2 separate regions of the Macaca mulatta genome follow, and region 2 is linked to region 1. The links are chromatin contacts, called in public Hi-C maps. All regions are on one chromosome and are shown on one strand. The core of a region is the stretch at or near the end of the contact, and the rest is flanking DNA. Distances in the headings are between cores, read along the strand shown. Region 1 holds the start of STOML2 (stomatin like 2). Region 2 holds the start of DNAJB5 (DnaJ heat shock protein family (Hsp40) member B5).

Evidence for each region. Hi-C and Micro-C count contacts between places; a contact is called where the count stands out from the background.
Region 2: a Hi-C map of CD4 T cells shows a contact between it and region 1, with 3 times the contacts expected there. The contact joins the promoter of DNAJB5 here to the promoter of STOML2 in region 1. A contact is called at or near these places in 2 of 14 Hi-C or Micro-C datasets (CD4 T cells and fetal cortical plate).

The regions. Positions count from the first base shown.
Region 1 is chr15:64,620,500-64,625,474 of T2T-MMU8v2.0, reverse strand. It overlaps STOML2 (stomatin like 2), which reads right to left and starts at 2,011. Exons shown (of 10, transcript NM_001260882.2): 1 at 1,911-2,011; 2 at 1,543-1,680; 3 at 951-1,050; 4 at 760-818; 5 at 566-667; 6 at 282-416; 7 at 1-135. The coding sequence starts at 1,955. It overlaps ATOSB (atos homolog B), which reads right to left. Exons shown (of 9, transcript NM_001193876.2): 7 at 4,814-4,882; 8 at 4,555-4,730; 9 at 2,964-4,228. The coding sequence ends at 4,075.
Region 2 is chr15:64,731,035-64,736,009 of T2T-MMU8v2.0, reverse strand. It overlaps DNAJB5 (DnaJ heat shock protein family (Hsp40) member B5), which reads left to right and starts at 2,303. Exons shown (of 5, transcript XM_077965911.1): 1 at 2,303-2,389; 2 at 3,234-3,375. It overlaps LOC114672767 (a long non-coding RNA gene), which reads right to left. Exons shown (of 5, transcript XR_013404756.1): 4 at 3,784-3,859.

The DNA of each region.
Region 1 (4,975 bases), core at 762-3,261:
ATTTATCTGTTCAGCCTTTTCTGCTTCGGAGGCCAGGATCTGGGCCTGTTTCTTCCCCTCTGCCACATTGATGGCCGACTCTCGGGTCCCCTCAGACTCTAGAACTGTGGCCCGTTTCCGCCGCTCTGCCTCCACCTGGAAGCCCGCAACAATCCCAATCAACAAGCCAAGGGAAAGTTATACAGACCTGCAACTCTACCCATCATAACAGGAGGGAAGTCTGGATCCTCCTGGGACTGGAGCACCCTGAGGTCCTTTTCCTACCCCTCCTTGGCTCCCACCTGCATCTGCATAGACTCTTTCACCCGGGGTGGCACATGGATATCCTTGATCTCATAACGGAGGCAGCGGATACCCCAGCAGTCAGCAGCTTGGTTGATAGCATCCACAATGCTGGCATTCAGGGACTCCCGTTCCTGGAAAAAGAGAGGCATAAGCCCCACAGCTTCAACTTACCTATCAAGGGCCTACACTGAGAAGGGCCTGGGACTGATCTTGACCTTCAGAAAAGATTGAGTGTCAGGTTTGTGTCTTCAAACCCTAACTCTGGCTCAGATCTGCTTACCCGGAAGACTTTGTCCAGAGAGAGTTTGCCGAGCTCTGATCTCATGGTTGTTTGAGCTAGCTGGGTGACGGCATACTCAGGGTCCTCCACACCATAGCTTGCCTGAAACGGACACGGATAGTGTAAGAAGCTTGGGCACAAGATTTTAGTGAAGAGGGCAACTGAAAAGGCTAGATAAAGTAGGGGGCAGATACCTTGTAAGGGTCCATGATGCGCAGGTAAAGGACTCCATCAATTTGCAGAGTTACATTGTCTGTAGAACCAGGAGAGAAAAGGAGGAAAGTCAGGCCTCTAGGTCCCAACCAGTTCTCTCTCCTAAGCTGTGGATCTACAGCAACCACATCCTAATAGCCTCAGAGCACCCATGTCACCCTGAACCCCTCACCGAGAGTCACAGCCGACTGCTCAGGCACGTTGATGACAATTTCCTTGAGACTCTGCACATATCGGATCCGGTCTAACACAGGGATGAGGATGTTCAAACCCTGGGAAGAGGAGTCATGGGTCCTCAGAAGGATGGGAACTATTGGGTTGAGACCTAAGCTAGTCCTGGAGTATGTATGGAGTCAACACATGGAACATGCCCAGAAAAGCAGCAGCTGCTACCAAGAAATAAGTCCTCATAAGGCTGAAGTGTCACTGGTAAGAAAACCCAAGAGAATAGGAATGCAAGACTAGGCCCCTGAATGGAAGGGAGAGTCATGAGAATCGGAGCTGGCAGAATAGCCATCTCAATGCAGACTGAGAGGTAGGGCTGAGAGAGTGGGCAGAGGAGATTCCCAAGAATGGGGACTGTGAGATGCATAGGAAAAGGTGGTAACATGGGGATGATGGTCAGCAGCCTCAGCCCTGTCAGGTCTGGCCTACAGAGTCGGGAGCTAACAGTGCGGGCAGGCCCAAAAGAGGTCCTCCCGACACTCCATGTCGTGAGGGATTGGTCATCTGGCTGGCCCAGGATGGGCAGAAGAGGTTCTCACAGGCTCCAGGATCCGGTGGAATCGGCCCATTCGCTCCACCACCCAGGCCTCCTGCTGCGGCACGAACAGTACCACGGTGTTTCGGGGCAATCCAGAGGAGGCGCGGCGCGGAGCGCGACCAGAAGCCTGCAGGGAGCCCTGAAAGAAAGAAGAGGGTGAGCAGAGATCCCATCTGGCCAAACACGCCGCCCCTCGGTCCTGAAGGTATCTCCATAAACCACGACCCTCAGGATCCTCGGAGAGAGAATCACATGGGGACCATGACCTCTGACCCCAGTCCTCTCCGAAAGTTGGAAGTTCGCTCTTTCCCAGCGGAGGACCCAGGTGATCTCTGTCCCGACCCTCTGGATAGGTTGCCTCGCTCTCACCCTCAGCAAAAGGGCCCCAGTGCCCCGCGCCGCGCGCGCCAGCATTTCCCACCGCCGCAGCGACCTCCGGAACCAACGAGACGAGCGGAGCGGTAGCTCCCAGAAGCCTACCCGAGCCTTTCCTCTTGCAGTTCCGCTCCCCCGAATGTACTTCCGGCCGTTCCCTACTCCCTTCAACACTCACCCAATCAGCGTTACTTGGTCGAACGGCGCATCAAGTTGTTCCCTGGGAAACGCAGACCTTCAAGAGAAGGCCGAAGGCTGCCGTTGTTCTGGGTTTAGCTGTTCGCGACCAAGATCCCCGGCCTGATGGCCAAATTATTTTTCGCGTGCATATCACTCAGACACCACGCACTGAATTCTTCACCCTCACCCGAGACTCAGTTTGCCCACCAGAGCGTAGAATCGCGCCCATCCGTCACCATAGCGACGAGTGGATTGAGCTGACTCGTTGCCATGGTTGCCATAGTGACATTCTATAGTAGTCCCGCGGTGTTGTGCCCAGGACTCCCACTGGGGACTGACCCCAATCCCGTTGCCATGGAAACTGGGCCTAACATTGCCTGGCGATTGGGACGAGATTTTCCCCTCCCCTCTTTCCTCAAAGACACTACAGCTCCTTCCCTCTCTTTCCAAGCAAGGTTTGTTATGCCCGGTCTTAAATACCGAGTCCGGCAAACAGCCTCAACGTTCAACCTTGTCTGGAGCACGTCACCTTGCACACATCCCTGATGTTCTGGTAGTCAAGAGACCTCCGTAGTCACCTCCATTTTACATATGAGGGCACTGAAGTTCTGAAGGGCTAAAGTCATTAACAGAACCAGTATCAGAATCCTGATCTACAATTCAGAATTCAGCTTCTAGGACTCAACTTTACCCACCAACCCCTCTGAAAGGAGCAAGACCAGGCCCCAGGAATCAGCAGGGACTAGCCTAAGACCTCATGGGCCCAGGCCTGTTGCCTCCTCTCTGGTAGAAAGGGCTGAGTCCCAGCTCCAGGAAGGCCCTCTATCCCCCTTCGCACCCTCTCCCCAACAACAACAACAACAAAAGTAGAGCTTAGTTCAAGTTTCCAAACAAGAATTTATTCTTTCTTTTTTAATCTTTTTTTTTTCTAAAAAAAAGTACCAGGTACAATTTTTTCCTGTTTCTGATTTGCTTTGTTTTTTCAAGTTTCAGCAAATGCTTGTTCCCCTCAGCCCAGCCTCAGGAGTCAGGACTGAGGCTGGGTCAGAGTCTGGAGTGGGGAATGGGGTAGTTTGGAACCACATGACTGAGTTTGAGGGGTGCCCCTCACCCCAGCTGAGGTAGGTGGGTCAGAGTCTGGCCAGGTGAGTGGAGGCACCCCAGTGCTTGGCCCTGACTCTGCCCCCTGGACACCTTCTTCAGTCAGGACCCCAAAGCAAGGAGACACAGGCAGGAGGAGAGGGACAACTGGAGTCTGGAGCCCTAGGTGAGGGGTGGTTAACCCCTGTGTGTGTGCATACATGTACACTCTCTCACACACACACACCACACAAAGACAAGCTCGTGTACACACACAAACGCCTAACTTGGCTTTCAGAGATAGGTCAGAGGGTAGGGGAAGTGAAGGGACTAGGGGAAGGGCAGGGGAAGCTGAGTCTTTGGCTACTGACTCAGTCCCTCTGGAATAGCCCCTCTTCCCTCAGCTGAGGGAGAGCAGTTCTCCTCCTACCCCCGGCGTAAGCCTCTTCAACTCTTGAGGTTGGAGCAATATCTGAGAGTGGGAAGGGGGGGGAGTGATGCCAATTATCAGGTGTGGGAGGTTACCAAGGCAATCCAATTTGAATAAATTATAAATTAAAAATAAATAAAATAATAAGTGGCCCCTGCCCAGGATGGGGAGGCAACGCTGGCATAACTTGCCTGGGAACTTGGGACAACCTCAGGGTAGCTCCGGTTCCTCCCTACCTAAGCTGGCCTGGGAAACCCAAGGGAGGGGACAGGCACATGGAGTACCCGAGTAGGGCAGGGTGTAGTAAGGATCAGAAGCTTTAAACACCCAAATAATCCATTTGGGCAAGAGCATGGTGAGGGCTTTAATTCAAGCCTGAAGGGTCTCTTGCTGTCTCTCCATATATGTTCTCTAAGATGGAGCAGGATGGGCAGGTCGTTAGGCCGCATGGATTCAGAGTGCTGGCAATCAGGGCAAAGGTGAATAACGTGGATTATGAGGGGCCTCGGTCACAGCCTGCAGTTCGTAAGGGAGCCCTGTGTCCAGCTCCAGGCTCCGGCGGGAAAAAAGCAGGCGGATATCTCCATGCAGGCTTAAGCGGCCTGAGCGGGAGCTCCGGAACCTGAGGAGGACAATGTTATCAAATTAAGAATCCAGGCTGGTCGCAGTAGCTCATGCCTGTAATTCCAGTGCTTTGGGAGGTCCAGGTGGGAGGACTGCTTGAGCCCAGGAGTTGGAGACCAGCCTGAGCAACATAGCAAGACTCTGTCTCTAAAAATAAATAAATAAATAAATAAATAAATATATATATACACACACACATACACACATACATAAAAATTTAAAAATAAACCAAGCAAGAATCCAAACAGTATCGAAGCAAGGAGAGATCCTCTTCAGGGAAGGGATACCTGGGCCTCCCCAGCCGTCCCTGGGCCCTCTCCTCACCTGAGGTGCAGCAAGTAGCAGAGGAGGCGGTGGGTGGGGTTAGCATTTCCCTCCTCACCCACAGGCACCAAAAAGAGGCGATGGCGAAGGAAGGTCATGTGGGCAGCAGGCATGTCCGAGAAGTCAAAGGTCACGAGGAACATCTTTACCACAGTCTGGTTGGGGTTAAATAAGGTCTGGGGACAGGACAGTCAAGGTTGGTACAGCCTGAGGGCTGCTTTCCTCTCTCCCCACTCCCACTCCCTCAGGGCAAACTCACCACTTGGACGGTGCCCACCTTGGGCACGCTGTAACCCTTCCTCCCCAGGGGGTTCAGATCCACGATGCCCTGGGAAGGCCAGGGAGCCATCAGTCAAGGTGGGGACTAGGAAAACTCTGAGCCCTAAATACATGTCCCTCTCCACAGTCTCTCACCCTGAAC
Region 2 (4,975 bases), core at 1,054-3,553, 110 kb before region 1:
ACACTGCCACGGTCCATGCCACACTGAGCACCACACACACTTGACACCCAGGACAATGGGACTGAAGGCAGGAACTGCGGACTAGGCAAACAGTGGAGTCCGTGCCACCAACACCTAAAGGCACAGTCCCGCACCCTCAAAGGTCCGAGCCTACACTTTAGAATTAGCAGGGGCCAGGTAAAGGCTGGTGACTAAACTCTCTGCCTCCGTGTTGGCACAGGGAAGGTTGGGGGAGGCAAAAGAGACAGAACTGGAATAGGAAGAAGGAGAGCCACCCACAGCCTGGGCCCCACAAGTCTGGAGGTGGGAGAGAGAGAGCCCCCAGATCTGAGGAGCCAGCAGCGGTGCAGGGCCCCTCACCCCACCTCACCCATCTCTGTGTCACACTAGTCCATCCCTCCTCCCTACCCTCCCCCTTCCTCACTCCTCCTCACCCCATCTCTGTGCCTCATCCTTTCGTTGCTCACCCTTCCTCATCCCCCACCCTGACTCCCCGCCCCTCCCCAGCCTTTCTTTCCTCTGCCCTCCTTACTCCCACCCTATCTTTCATCTGCCCCATGCCCCTGCCCTCCTCATCCCCCTCACCCCATCTCCCCATCCTCTCACCACTCCCTCTCCCTACCTACCCTCCCTCAACCCCATTTCCCCAAATTCCTCATGCTCCTCATTCCCCCACATTCATCACCCATCTCTGCTCCCCTCCTGGCCCCCAACCCCACTTCCTCTCCATCCTCCTCTCACCCCAAGTCTCTTTCTTCCTTCACACCTCATGCCCCTTTACCCTTGGGAGCCCCATAGTGACTCCTGGCACGAAGGCAGGTAGTGAAGAATCTGCAGAACTGACCCCAGGACCCTGGCCCCCTCCCTGCTCTGCTCTTGGCCCAGGTACTCAAGCCGCAGTTTCTAGCAAGACCTCATGGGTGTCCAAACTCTGTCTCTGGAAAATAGGAAAGAAAGAAGTAAAGGAGAGCTTCTGGCCTGACCCTTCCTTTATCGTCAGTCCCCCAGCACTCTTCCCCGACTTCACCCCCAAATTACTCCCTCCCCACCCCCGCTCCCTCGAGCACAGATGGGCCTGGGAGACAGTGACGTGGGCGCCAGGCACCGTGTCTGCTCGAGTGGCGGCTTCCGCCGGCGACCGCCTCCGCAGCCCCGCCTGCTCCCTGCATCGGGGACACTGGGGCTGAGATCTAATGACTTAATGGGGGGTGGGGGAGACTAGAGATTCTGAGGGTAAGGAAGGGGATCTTGGGGAGTGAGATGAAAGATTAAAGGGGAGATCTAGGATAGGAGATCGGAGGTGTAAAGAAAGAACCAAGAATAGGATAAAACGGATCACTGCGGGAAGGAAGACAGGAGATCATTGAGGGCCAAGAAGGAAAGGGCTAAAACACAGGCACTCCAGGGGGAAGCAGGATGAGAGACTGATTAGAAAGGGGACTGAAATGGGCACCGCGGGGTCGCTGAGGAGGGGCGCGAGGATGAGGGGCTGTACAGAGGGTGGGCGGGGGAGACTCCTGGAGGCGCCGGCCTGGGCAGAGCCATCCGTTTCCCTCAGGGAAGAGGTCCGGAGGGCTCTGAAACCCGGCATCCGTGAGGTCTGTTAGAGATTCCGTTAGGTCACGTCAGGCCACCGCGGGGTCAGGGTAAGGTAAAGCTAAATGAGGTCAGCTCGAGGTGGCTACACCGTTGGCTGAAAGGCGAGTAAGAAGCGCTGACCTTTTGGCCCCGGTCCAGGGACTACACCTCCCAGAGTGCACTGTTCTCTCCCCCTTGCCCCCAATGAAGAAAGAAAAGAATGCACGGCCGCACGGCCAACTGGTGGGTACAGTTTTCCTTTAAGGCTGCCTTTGACGTCGCAAGGGTTCCAGAAGGTTCTCCTGGGATTCGAGCAGTGGCCAGTACGTCCCACCTTCTCAACCCGGAGATTGGACTAATATAGTTGCCCCGGGCTCGGGTCTGAGTCTCAGGCACGAGCCAATGAAATCAAAGGCCGAGTGGCGTTGCCGCCCTCTGTCTTTTTCACCAATGGCACGACAAGATGGCAAAGAGGCGTGGTTGAGTGATCCCAGAGGGCGCCAATCAGATCCATACCAATCACTGCCTGGAATGTGTGCGCGTGTGGCCGGGTGACAGGGGCGGAGGATGGGCGGCTATCACCAGGCCGCTTGTTGAAAATTGCCCAATCACAGCAGAGGCTGAACTGAGTGACGGGAAGGCGGTTCAATGGGCGGCGCGGAGGCGGAGCCGTGGGGGCGGGCTCCCGGTCCCGCTGTCGGCGGCCGGCGGGCAGGCGACTCCTGTCCCGGGTGGAGGCGGCGGAGCCGGAGCCGGGGGAGGGGGCAGCGGCTGTCTCACGGACCACGGCGGCGCCCGCAGCTCCTCACCGGTGAGGGCGCCGAGCCAGGACTCGGGGGTCCCGGGAGCGGGGCGTCGCGAAGCCAGGGCTCCTGGTGTTGGGGGGTTGGGACACTGAGGGCCCGTAGGCTCTGCTGCCGTGGGGGTGCGGGGCCCTGGGGTCTGCAGGGTGCTCGGAGTCCTCGACCCGGGCTTGGCTGTTACAGGGGGCAGCCAGCGTCTGAGCCGGGGAGGGGAGGGGAGGGGAGGGGAGGGTCGGGTCGGACCGGACCAGATTGGGTTCTGTGGGACGGAGGCGTCTGTGAGCAGGCCAGCCAGCCAGAGCGGGTGACATCACCGACCACCCTCCCCCGCCCGAGCCCCCTCCCCTCCTCTCCTCGCCGCGCCTTTTGTCCCGGCCGAGCTCCGCTCTGCCCCGCCCATCCGCGAGGGAGGAGACTCCCGTCAGTGACTTCATTGAGTAGGTTCTTGGGGATTGGGGTCGGGTCCTCCCCAGGGAGAGGCGACAGGAGCTCACTGCCTCTCGGGCCCTCACAATCACACCTGTCATAGGTACACACGCTGCCACTCACAAACACACGCTTGCACTCCCAGCCTCACTGACACGCTGCCATACAGCCGCTCACAGCCAGCCAGACACTGCTGCACCTGAGAGCAGGTGGCCACGGGTCCTCTCCCTTCACTCTCCACACCTGGGGATCAGGTCCGGCACCTGCTGCGCCAGACAGGCCTTGCTGGGCACGCGCCTCTGAGAGTCCGAGGAGGTGGCTTCCAGAGCTGCAGCACTTCAGGCCGGCTCCGGTGGAGCGATCAGAGGTGAGGGGCTTGGCTGGGCATGTTTAAGCGCACAGTGCTCTCCTGCCCACCCCCAGCAGCACCCCCACTACAGGCCCGAGGAGCTTTCCGGAGCTTCCCACACTCCTGGGGAGAAGACTTCTTAGCCAGCTTGATGTTTAAAATTCAGCTGGAGCCCTTAAAACTTCGAGCGTGGACGCTGAATGGGTTTGTAAAGTTTCGGTAAGTCCCTCCGGAGAAGGGCACTCATACCCATACCCAGTCAAACCCTCCACACGGCCATCCCTTCCATTGCCTTCCTGCTTCCTCCACCTCATCCTCATCCCCTCCGTGACATACAGGGACCCCTCTCCTGCCTCACCTACATATTTGAATGAATTGCACCCCTTTTCATTCCTCTTATCTCAAACCCTTCAGGTATCCATTTTCCACAGACATTTCCTCCAATATTTCAACTCTCTACATTCCTCCCTTTCAACCCATCATTAACCCATTTTCCACCTCAGCCATTTCCACTTGTCACTCATCCCCCTCCATCAGTACATCATTTTCGGTATCAGCCATCTCCCCTCCCTGTACCTCAACAGTCCCCCTTGCCATTTTCTCCCCATTTTTCCTTCCTGCCTCTACCTTAACATCCTCCTCATTCTTCTCCATCAAAGGCAGTGCCATGCCATGGGGCTCCTTTGTCATTCCAACACGTGGCCTGTGGGTAGGGGGGAAGGGAAGGAGGGAGGAAAGCAGAAGTAGAAAAAGGAGGCAGATCCTGAAAGAGCTTGCCCTGTATCTGTGGAGGCAAGAGATGTATGGGCCTAGAGCAGCTAGCAGGTGGGTACCAGGGAGGAAGCTGGCCGGGTGCGGAGGTAACGCAGGGACAGAAAAAGGAGGTGGGTGGTTGGTGAACTGTTCCACTGGCCCTCTGCCTGGAAGCTGCTGTAGTTCTCTGGGGGCACCCTCTTGGTGTGCTAGGGTTCCTTCCCAGTCCCAGGGAGAAGAAGGTGTGGGTTGAGGCAGAAATGGCAGACCACCCCCAGCTCCCTCTCAGACGGCTTTTGCTGCCATTTCTGAAAATGGCTGCCCCCCCGCCCAGGGTGCTCTTTCTTCTCTGCCTCTCCCAATCCCCCCCCCCTACATCTCCCCCACAGACGTGACATGCTGGTGGGGGGTGATGGGGGAGTACCCGCCTTTGTTGAGCCTTTTCTTCGTCAGAGAAAGGTGACTCCCAGAACCATGAGTCAACCCAGCCACCTGCAGCAGAGCCTATGGGGGCAGAAGTGAGGGCCATTGTCCCTGCCCACCTAGGGCCTTGGGCACCTCCCCCTTACCCGGTTACAGCCCTCACTCCTGCCAGGACACCCTGTACACCTCCCTTCTGTGAAGCAGTCAGAGGCAGAAAGGCAGGTCTCAGCTGTGGCTGCCAGCCTAGGACATTGCTAGAAAGACTCTGGTTCTCCTGGCTTTGGCAGGGGTTGGCCAAGTCTCAGAAGGGCTGAGAATGGTTTCTGGCCATTCCCCCAGAGAGCTCTAGCTACAGGAAAGTCCCCCTTCCCCTGATATCCACCACAGACACACCGATGGAGGGAGACTAGAATGGAAGAATTTGGGTTGTGCGTTTCTCTTAAAACAAATGCTCCTGCACCCACCTTAAAAGGGACTCAGAGGAATATGGGTCTGACGCTGGGCCAGATCCTAAACTGCAGGGCGGACTGGGGCGCGGGGTGGGGCTAGGAGAGTATTAAGGAAATGGTGGTTGGTTAGTGCCCAATTGTCTCCTAACAGCTGGGGTTTAAAAAGTCCTGTCCCCAGGATGCTTTTGTTCACT